3 separate regions of the Mus musculus genome follow, and regions 1 and 2 are each linked to region 3. The links are chromatin contacts, called in public Hi-C maps. All regions are on one chromosome and are shown on one strand. The core of a region is the stretch at or near the end of the contact, and the rest is flanking DNA. Distances in the headings are between cores, read along the strand shown. Region 1 overlaps Gm2164 (predicted gene 2164). Region 2 has its middle 26 kb from the start of 1700057H15Rik. Region 3 has its middle 44 kb from the start of Gm40242.

Evidence for each region. A called contact is a pair of places that touch in the nucleus more often than the background predicts.
Region 1: a contact with region 3 is called in a Hi-C map of cerebral cortex, with 6 times the contacts expected there. The contact joins two enhancer-like sites. A contact is called at or near these places in 1 of 15 datasets of contacts at CTCF or cohesin (stem cell-derived epiblast-like cells), 3 of 484 Hi-C or Micro-C datasets (cerebral cortex, cortical neurons and epidermal suprabasal cells), 1 of 115 datasets of contacts at active chromatin or transcription factors (embryonic basal ganglia) and 1 of 9 other capture datasets (embryonic stem cells).
Region 2: a contact with region 3 is called in a Hi-C map of cerebral cortex, with 2.0 times the contacts expected there. The contact joins two enhancer-like sites. A contact is called at or near these places in 1 of 15 datasets of contacts at CTCF or cohesin (stem cell-derived epiblast-like cells), 5 of 484 Hi-C or Micro-C datasets (cerebral cortex, embryonic stem cells, nephron progenitors and 2 more) and 3 of 115 datasets of contacts at active chromatin or transcription factors (astrocytes, embryonic basal ganglia and embryonic stem cells).

What each region holds. Positions count from the first base shown.
Region 1 is chr4:124,592,101-124,594,800 of GRCm38.p6, forward strand. All of the region lies in intron 1 of Gm2164 (predicted gene 2164), which reads right to left. Among named protein-coding and RNA genes, the nearest start is that of 4933407E24Rik, 24 kb to the left of the region's middle. Within about 2 kb of position 1,306, at least 13 of the 459 cell types and tissues checked have an H3K27ac peak or open chromatin away from gene starts, as enhancers often do. A contact at or near this core is called in cerebral cortex, where this site is marked.
Region 2 is chr4:124,510,724-124,513,423 of GRCm38.p6, forward strand. No RefSeq gene overlaps it. Among named protein-coding and RNA genes, the nearest start is that of 1700057H15Rik, 26 kb to the left of the region's middle. Within about 2 kb of position 1,293, at least 6 of the 459 cell types and tissues checked have an H3K27ac peak or open chromatin away from gene starts, as enhancers often do. A contact at or near this core is called in cerebral cortex, where this site is marked.
Region 3 is chr4:124,227,480-124,230,314 of GRCm38.p6, forward strand. No RefSeq gene overlaps it. Among named protein-coding and RNA genes, the nearest start is that of Gm40242, 44 kb to the right of the region's middle. Within about 2 kb of position 1,257, at least 12 of the 459 cell types and tissues checked have an H3K27ac peak or open chromatin away from gene starts, as enhancers often do. A contact at or near this core is called in cerebral cortex, where this site is marked.

The DNA.
Region 1 (2,700 bases), core at 56-2,555, 360 kb after region 3:
CTCTTCTGGTGTGTCTGAAGATAGCTATATATAAAATAAATAAAAACAAAACAAAACAAAAACACACACACATATACCCCTGTGTGAGAGCACATGCACCCAGACATGTCCTCTGACATACATGCTCACGGCATGTGCTGAAACACTGGCACTTCCCACGATAGCCTGCAACATAATCCTAGCCCAGCCTGGCTTTTGCCATCCCTGGAGACACTCTCCTCAAGTCAGGTCACCCCTTGGCTCACTCTTGCCAACTGCTAGCTTTGACTAACTCCCTAGTACACAGCCGCCCACCTGCGTCTGCCCACTGGCCCAGGGCCCAGGCCCTAGTTGCCAATTCAACCAAATTTCACACCCAACAGTGGAGCAGAGCCAGTGGGCTTGTTGTGGCCCGCTTGGTTCAACAACATGGGGTGGCTCAGGGGAGCTGGTATCCTGTAGCAGCAGAGAGAACAGCCCCATGCGTGGGCAGGCCTGCCCTGAGAGGTCTCTGTTGCTGCCTCTCCAAGCCACCCACACTCTCCTGCCTTAGGCAGCCTCACCTCTGAATGGGACAATATGGATGCCCCCGCTGACATGCTCAATTGATACATCCCCTCCCAGATGACAAAAGCCTTTCCCTAACCCCCCCCCCTTGTTTACTTATTACAGCTACCCTCCTGCATCAGCTTTATACCAGGAAGCTGTGCTCCAAGCCAAATAACTCAGTCACAGCAGTAGACAGGCTCTTGCTCCAACTGTATCTTTCACGGCCAATAAGTATGTAGCCTGTAACCTGCCAGGGTGCAAGGACTTGGCCACTGCAGACATCACTAATCCATCCCCGTCACAATTGACAAGCATGGTCAAAGGTGCCACCGTCAGAGAAACCGTAATGCCATCTTCAATCCTGTTTCCATCCAAGTCCTCCCCAGTCCCATGACTCGGAGCGAAGGGAGAGGGACAAGACAGTCACTGCTATCACTCCACTCACAGAGGAAGAAACTATGTGGAGTCTGAGAGCCAAGAGCAAAACAAGGCTTCCTGAAGACAAGGCCCTACCATGACCATCACTCAGGTAGCACCATCCTGAGTGTCTGGGAGTCAGGTGGTGAAGAGAGCAAGCTCCTCCCAACAGAAAGGGACAGAGCCTTCCACTAATTGGTTCAAGTACTTCTTTTGACCCTAATTAGTTATTTGTCATGTCTCCATTTGCATACCAGAAAGAGGCAAATTTGCATATTTGTAAATGAGACTGGGCCTAGATGTGGGTTCTGGAAGAGCCTGGCAGTTGCTGGCAGGCCTGGGAGGCAGCTGGCTCTTGCCACTAAGGCTTGGGAAGGGGAGATCTGGAAGACAGCTCCTTGGCTACAGGCTGAAAGGTGCTCTAAGAGGGGGTTGGGGGGTCAGACAGGACAGCCTTTCTCCACTCCCTCCCTACCCTGGAGCTAAATTGAGTGCTGGGCAGCAGTGGGGATGGGGGAGCCCAATACTGCTATTTTGATTAGATGGGAGAAGGAGGGGGAATATAAAGTGATTTCAGGACGTTCTGTGCTAAAAACCTTCTGTTCGCATCCTTGGATAGAACCTGTATCGCTTACAGGGGGTGGGGCCCCCCTCCTTGGTGGGCCCCCCTCCCTCCTCTCCATCCCCAGAGAGGAAAATGTTCAGGAGAGGTGGAGGTCAGAAAGCATACCCCGATGGCTTCTCACCCCCCTTCTCCCTCTTGAACTCTTACTCTGACACCCTCTGCCTCTCTCCTGGGCTCTTACTTTGACACCTACAGTCGATCTACTTGCACACACACACACACACATGCACGCACGCACACACAGGCACGTGCCTCAGCCTTCTCCCCCACCCCACCCCACCCCCGTACTGAAACACTCAACTCCTCCAGAATCATAGAGGTACACACGCAACTCAACTGGAGAGGCACATTCGCACATGCAAACATTCCCAGGCTTTCCTCAACACACACATTCACGCCCTTACACATACAGACACACACGCAAACACTTGAACATAGATGTAGGCATACAGACTCACTTAAGCTGTGCATAAATATTTACACACAAGACATACTCATGCGAGCACATCCTTGCTAGGACCAAATTTCTTGGAAATTTCTGGAGATTCTGACCCCTCTCTGCCAGGGCATCTGGTGCCTCTTTGGGGGAAGAGACAAAGAGACTAGGGAACATCCCTTTTTGTTATTGTTATTTTCTTTCTAGTTTTTTTTTTTTTTAACCGTTTCAAGGTCTCACATAGCCAGGGTGATCCTAAACTCACTATGTGGCTGAGATTACCTTGAACTTCTGCTCTTCCTACCTCTACCCCCCTCCCACTTGCTGGCATCACAGGTATGTCCCACTGTATCTAGTAGATAGAAAGGGAATCGGTGTGTCCCCCAGAAATAAGACTTCAGATCAGCATCCGGACCAGCTCTTCCTGAGAAAGCCAATGACCAGTAAATACCCTCGGCTCTTTGACCTCAATCCTGGAACAGAAAGGGGGGCAGGCAGGGATGGAAATGGGAGAAGCTAAGGTAGACTGATAGTACCTGGCCCAAGCATCATCGACTTGTGATTTCCTTGTCAACCTCAGAGGCCAGCGTGACCTAAAGGGATGTGAGCTGCTGCATCTTCAAGCATAGGGACACTGTGATTCTCAACGCAAAGGACCATCCACTGGCTTCTGGGGTCTGAGATCCGGGCAGTA
Region 2 (2,700 bases), core at 43-2,542, 280 kb after region 3:
GGTTCAAGTGTAAGCCCTTGGCCTCTGGGCACCTCAATCTCATCATGTATAATTTGGGACGCCTGTTTTATTTTAAGAGTCCCTAGACAGACCCCAAGGCAAACATTTGAGAATTAGGTAGTAGTAATAGATACTATGCCATTTTCAAAGCCTGAGAGATCCCCTATCTGAACAAGTCCCAATAGTGTTCACTGGCCTATAGTCTAGGGCATGGCAGAGTCCCTCAGAGTCATCTCCCCTGAAGGAGAAGTCAGACTCTTGGTACCCAGCCATTTCCCAGCACTCTGGCAGCCAGAGGAAGTTCTGAGAGAGGCTCGTGGACGTGTTTAGAGCTGGCATGCAGGGTCCACTGCACCCTGAGCTGCTCTAAGGATGATAGGCCCTGACAGGCTGAGGAAGGAGCCCCCGTGAGCCCTCACTAAAGTCCTTCCTGGCCCTGTCCACCATGAGCTACCTTCCAGGTCTTCACAGGTTTTTACCTGTCTCTCTTGGGTCTCACTCATGACTAAGTGCACAGACACGCCCTCCCTGGCCACCTTTTCTTGCTTCCTTCCTGATGCTCCTGGCAAAGTCTGACCCTGCAGTTCTGCTTCCTGGGCTCCATCCTTGGCCTGCCACAGGAGCCAGAGGGCTTCCTCTGGTCATCCCCTGGGCAGGCAGGACTCCTCTGGTCCACTATGCGACTGCTTCTTGGCCCATGATTCTTGATCATTGCTGTCGTTCTTCCCATATCATCCAGAAGTTGCTAGTGTAGCTGGACCCTCCCCTTATCTCCCATTTCTTGTGGCATATTGTGGACATCTGTTTCGAAGACCCTTCTGAAGAACTACATAAGGTAACAGCAGATTTGCCTAGAAGACCATTGGTATGAACAGTCAGCAATTGGGATCAGGGCTCAGATCAGTCAGGGTCAGGGTTCAGTCAAGATCATAGTCAGGGCTCAGGAGTCATTCTGAGGAATCAGGGCAAAGCCTGCGGTCAGGTTCAGGGTGGTATTTGGCCAAGGTCCAGGGCCCCACTCTTTCCAATGGCTTATGTGACAGTTCATCCCAGGCCATGGAACCCACCATTGATCCCCTACCCTGGTGTCCCTGGAAACCTCCAACTCAATCCTCCCTATGGGGGTGCTTGCATATCCTTTCACGTGTACACCCTCCTGGCCAGGCGGCAGGGATTCCCAAGTCCATCTGTCTGCTGAGCTGTCGTGGGAACCGAGCTCAGCAAATGGGCCCGAGCCGTCTCCCTCCGGAGCCTGCCTCCAGACTGTTGGCGTTCACGGCTCTGCCTCGCAGCCTCCGAGCTGGGCTCGTGCTGCTGAGCCCAAACACCGTCCACTGCTCAGTTCCAGCCAGAACCAAGCACTCCCCAGATGGGCAGGGACCGCAACGAGCCTGCCTGCCTCCTGCCTCAGGCACTGCTCGCTCCCTGCCAGAGGCCCAGGGAGATGCCCAGTCCCCAAGTCCACAGGGCCAGAGGAGGGCAGCGAACCAGCCATCACCAGCTTTAGGAACTCACACATCGTTTAACCAGAGTCCCTCTGACCCCAATCCTAGCCCTGGTAAGGCTCAGCCTATTCCCCATCAAGGGACTGCCTGCCACTCCCCACCCCACTGGACTGCTCAGAGAAATTGTGGAACCCAAACAAACCATGGTCAGTGTGTGTTCCCAGACTAAACATCTGAACTGGTCAGCTCTTGGTTTCAATACAGGATTATTACCATTTTGAGTTGTATGAACTTAGACAAGATGTCCCACTTTCTCACCAAGCAGTCCCAAGGTATCTCAAACACGGAACCAACACCTCCCCTTCAGCTGAAGAGGTTGAACATCTGTCCCTGGTGACTGGGTTCACGAACAGAAAGGGAGCACAAGTCTTCATTAAATGCCCATTCTGAAACTACACTATCATAGTTCAAATCCCAGCCCTGGTACTCACCAGTAAGCAAGTAGACATTTGCTTCTTTTATTATATTATATAAAGGTATTATAATGATATTATATTATATAATGATACTTGATATCACGAAATCAACTTCCTCATCCATCAGTGGTAGTGATGCCAATACCCTTCTCCTGTGGCTGTGAGGATTTAATTAATATCTATGTAAAACATTACATTGCATTACAGAACATTACATTCAGTTTAGTTAACCCAGGGTTGGGCCTGGTGTCTATATGAAGCTAGTAGCTGTATCTGGGCTTAGAACAATGCTTGCCACATGGCAACTATTGCCGACATATTTGCAAGTGTTTTATTACCATGTTCATCATTTCCTGCTCAATTCCTCTCTTCTGAAATCTAGAAGATAGAATCAGATACACGGCAAATAAGGTCCCTGCTCAGAGCAAGACACTGGCTCTGTTGGCAAATGAGGTTGACGTAGACTCTGACGTCCGAGAGCTCACTTTGCTGAGGGATCCCAGGGAGAGCCCTGTTGTGAAGATATTCCCTCCAAGGTGGATGTGATTACCATATCATCTCGTATCTGAGGAGGTGTGCTTGCCTGTAGCAGACTTGCACAAGATCACGCCTATTGATAGTCGTCCATCGTGGAGAGAGCGGGGAAGCTCACAAGGCATTCCTCTGTGTCTTTTGCCAAGTTGTCCATGAGAAGGGCAGGACCTTCAGTGGTATAGACTGTCCAAGGGCACTTCCCAGTGATGTAGCTGCCCAGAGTCTTTCATAAAACCACCTTGGTG
Region 3 (2,835 bases), core at 7-2,506:
GATGCACGAAGACGACTCTGGAAAGCATTTCTCTGCTCGAAGGATCTGTACAGTGCACTGAGAGTCTACTTACAGGGGCTGCGTAGAATGGGAGACTTCAGATAGGAAGTAGAAGGCAGCTCACCAAGAGCTGAGATGAGAGAAGAAATCTTTGTAGAAATTGGTGGTGGTGGTAGTGGTAGTGGTGGTCTTTGAGCAGCTTTGGGAGGATACACTGAATGCCGCTGAATTACACACACAAAAATTCACATTAAAATGATTAGAATGGTAAAATGTATGCATCTTTTATCACAACTGAGGAAACATTTTTTTTCTGCATGTAAGAAATCTTACCTTAGGTCTCATTAATTTAAAATTTTTTATTAAAATAGCTTTATTATATTTTCTCCCTCTTAAAATAACATTTAATTGGATGCTATAGTTAGTAATTATGTGATAACTACCAATGTGTTTCTATTAATGCCACATTAATGTATCGATATAACATAGTTTCCCAATGAAGGAAAAATTAAAAATGTGGATCAACCAAAAACAAAGTTAGAATACTCATTTTCATAGAGATACCACTTGACCGACCTCCGCGCCCATCTTTCCAGGTCACTTCCCACGTTACGTCTTCCCAACCCCCACCCCCACCCCCAGTTTGGTTCATTTTTATACTCTTCTATTATTTCACAGGACCCTGAGTGGTCACTTTCTTCCTGGTGGGTTCTCACCGACTACGTCAGACTTTAGTCTTTCCCATCTAGTGGGGGAAGGGGACACTTTCTAAAACCAACTGAAGTGACAAAACACTGCGAAGAAGCCAAGAAATGTGTGAGCGGAATGCTCAGATTCACGCTGAGACCATTTGGAAGTCGGGCTGGAACGAACAACTTTAAATAATACACTGTGCCCAGAAGTCTCTGAAGACGTGTGGCCAAAGCAGTGATGGCTTAGTCCACACGCAGCACAGAAGAACATGACATTTTTTTAGCTTCTATTAATCTTTTGTTCTAGCCTCTTAGTTGGATTGTAGGGCAAGGACAAGTAGGGGTCGGGGGTAGGATTCCTGATGAGCAAATTGCTTATCTGTGGAAACCAGAGTCTTGTGTCTTCCCAAGCTCCTCTTTTAGCTTCGCCTTTACCTTTTGGGTCCCACAGAGGGGCTCTACATGCGAATGATCCAAGGAATTTCTGTTCTAGGGTGTCCTTTTTCATGATTAAACACCATACGCTCGGCAGGGGGCGCTCTGCGTGTACTTGAGCGGGCTAAGTCGAGGTAGGCGTAGGAGGTTCCCCTTCAGGGAGCTTCGCCCTCTGTGCTCTGTCTGGTTGTGCAGGAGGAGACCAACGTTGCTGGAGCTTTCCGATCTCGCTTGTAGGGTCAGGAGAAGGGCCGAAGGGAGCCGGTTTCTAGGGCCAGGGCTGCTAAGTTGCTGATTTGGCATCACCCAATATTCTCCCGAGGGCCGTCTGTCTCACTTCTCAAATATAGCTTCAATAATGCAGACCTTCTATTTTGATGACTTGAGGTTTTCTTAAGTACATCCAATAATTTCCATTTCCTCTTGGCTCTTTGGCTCTATTCCACGAAGCTTCATCTACCTGTGACCTGGAGCCACGGTGCCTACTCTAACTGGCTTCCTTTTGTATCCAATGCTTCTCCTTAAATATCACCCCGTGTGGTGTGGGCTATGCCAAGGCTGCTCTGCGCTATGGGAGACAACGTTTTGTTTTGTATAATTTCGTCCCCTGGGGAACATTCCAGATGGCCCTCAAGCTCACCCTGATCCTCTCAGTAGTTCCGCTCCATATTTAAAGCTATTATAATGCTTTCTCCAAATAGTTCTTAAAGATCCATTAATCAATTCACTCATTCAACAAATATTTATAAAGCACTTATATTCCAGGGCCCTGTTAAGCATGGGGCGTATTTATGAATGAAAAAGAAAATACTCATCCCTGAGTTCAACTAAAGTGAAGATTAAAATAGGCAGGTTCTCTGCTTTCTATATGTTCTTACTAGCAATGGTTTCTAGACCGTTGAAGGTAGAGGAACAGGGCCTGGGACCAAGGGGGCAGGCGATGGGAACCCCTCTCTATTCATACGAAGCTGTGGTCTTCCTATCTCCAGGCGTGGCTTCTCCCCTCTTGTCAAGTGTGCTTTGCATTCTTTCTGTGCTCCCCCACCCCACCCCAATTCCCCTGACTTCAGTTGCCCCCCGTTTCTGTAAATCCTCAACCTGTTTCTCAGGATGGAATTTTCCCCAAGCTCCAGTGCCCCCAACACCTGTTGGATGCATGCCCACCTGACGACATCCACTTGAGTATGGAAACATTATTCTTCAAAACCTGCTACCTCCGTCAATCTGCTGTCCCAAATGAATACCTGCAGCGCCAGCAGCCATCCCAGTAACTTTCCATTACTGCAGGTGTTCCCCATGCCCCTGTCTCAGAAGTTGACTCTTTTGTGGCAGGGTCTTCCTCTAAGCCAGACTATAATCCACATTCACCATGCAACCAAGGCTAGTGTTGCTCCTATCCTGGGTGCTAGGACTACAGGCGTGTACCGTTTTCTGAAATGTCTGACTGATAGAAGTTGATCCATTTTTTTGAGTGTTTTGCCTCTTCTCTGGGTGTTCATCACTACCTGCTCACCCTTATACTGGCTGGTGGCTTTCCAGCTGTGTTTATTGCATCCTTTCAGGGGCTTCCAAAGTTGGCATGGAAAATGAACATTGAACAGGCTGGGCTGTGGGCTGGTTTCCTGTCCCATTCAGTCAGAGCCTCCGTTTGTCTGTTTTTCTCACTATCTGATGAGTGCCCAGTGTCTGACGATTTTTATCTTAAATC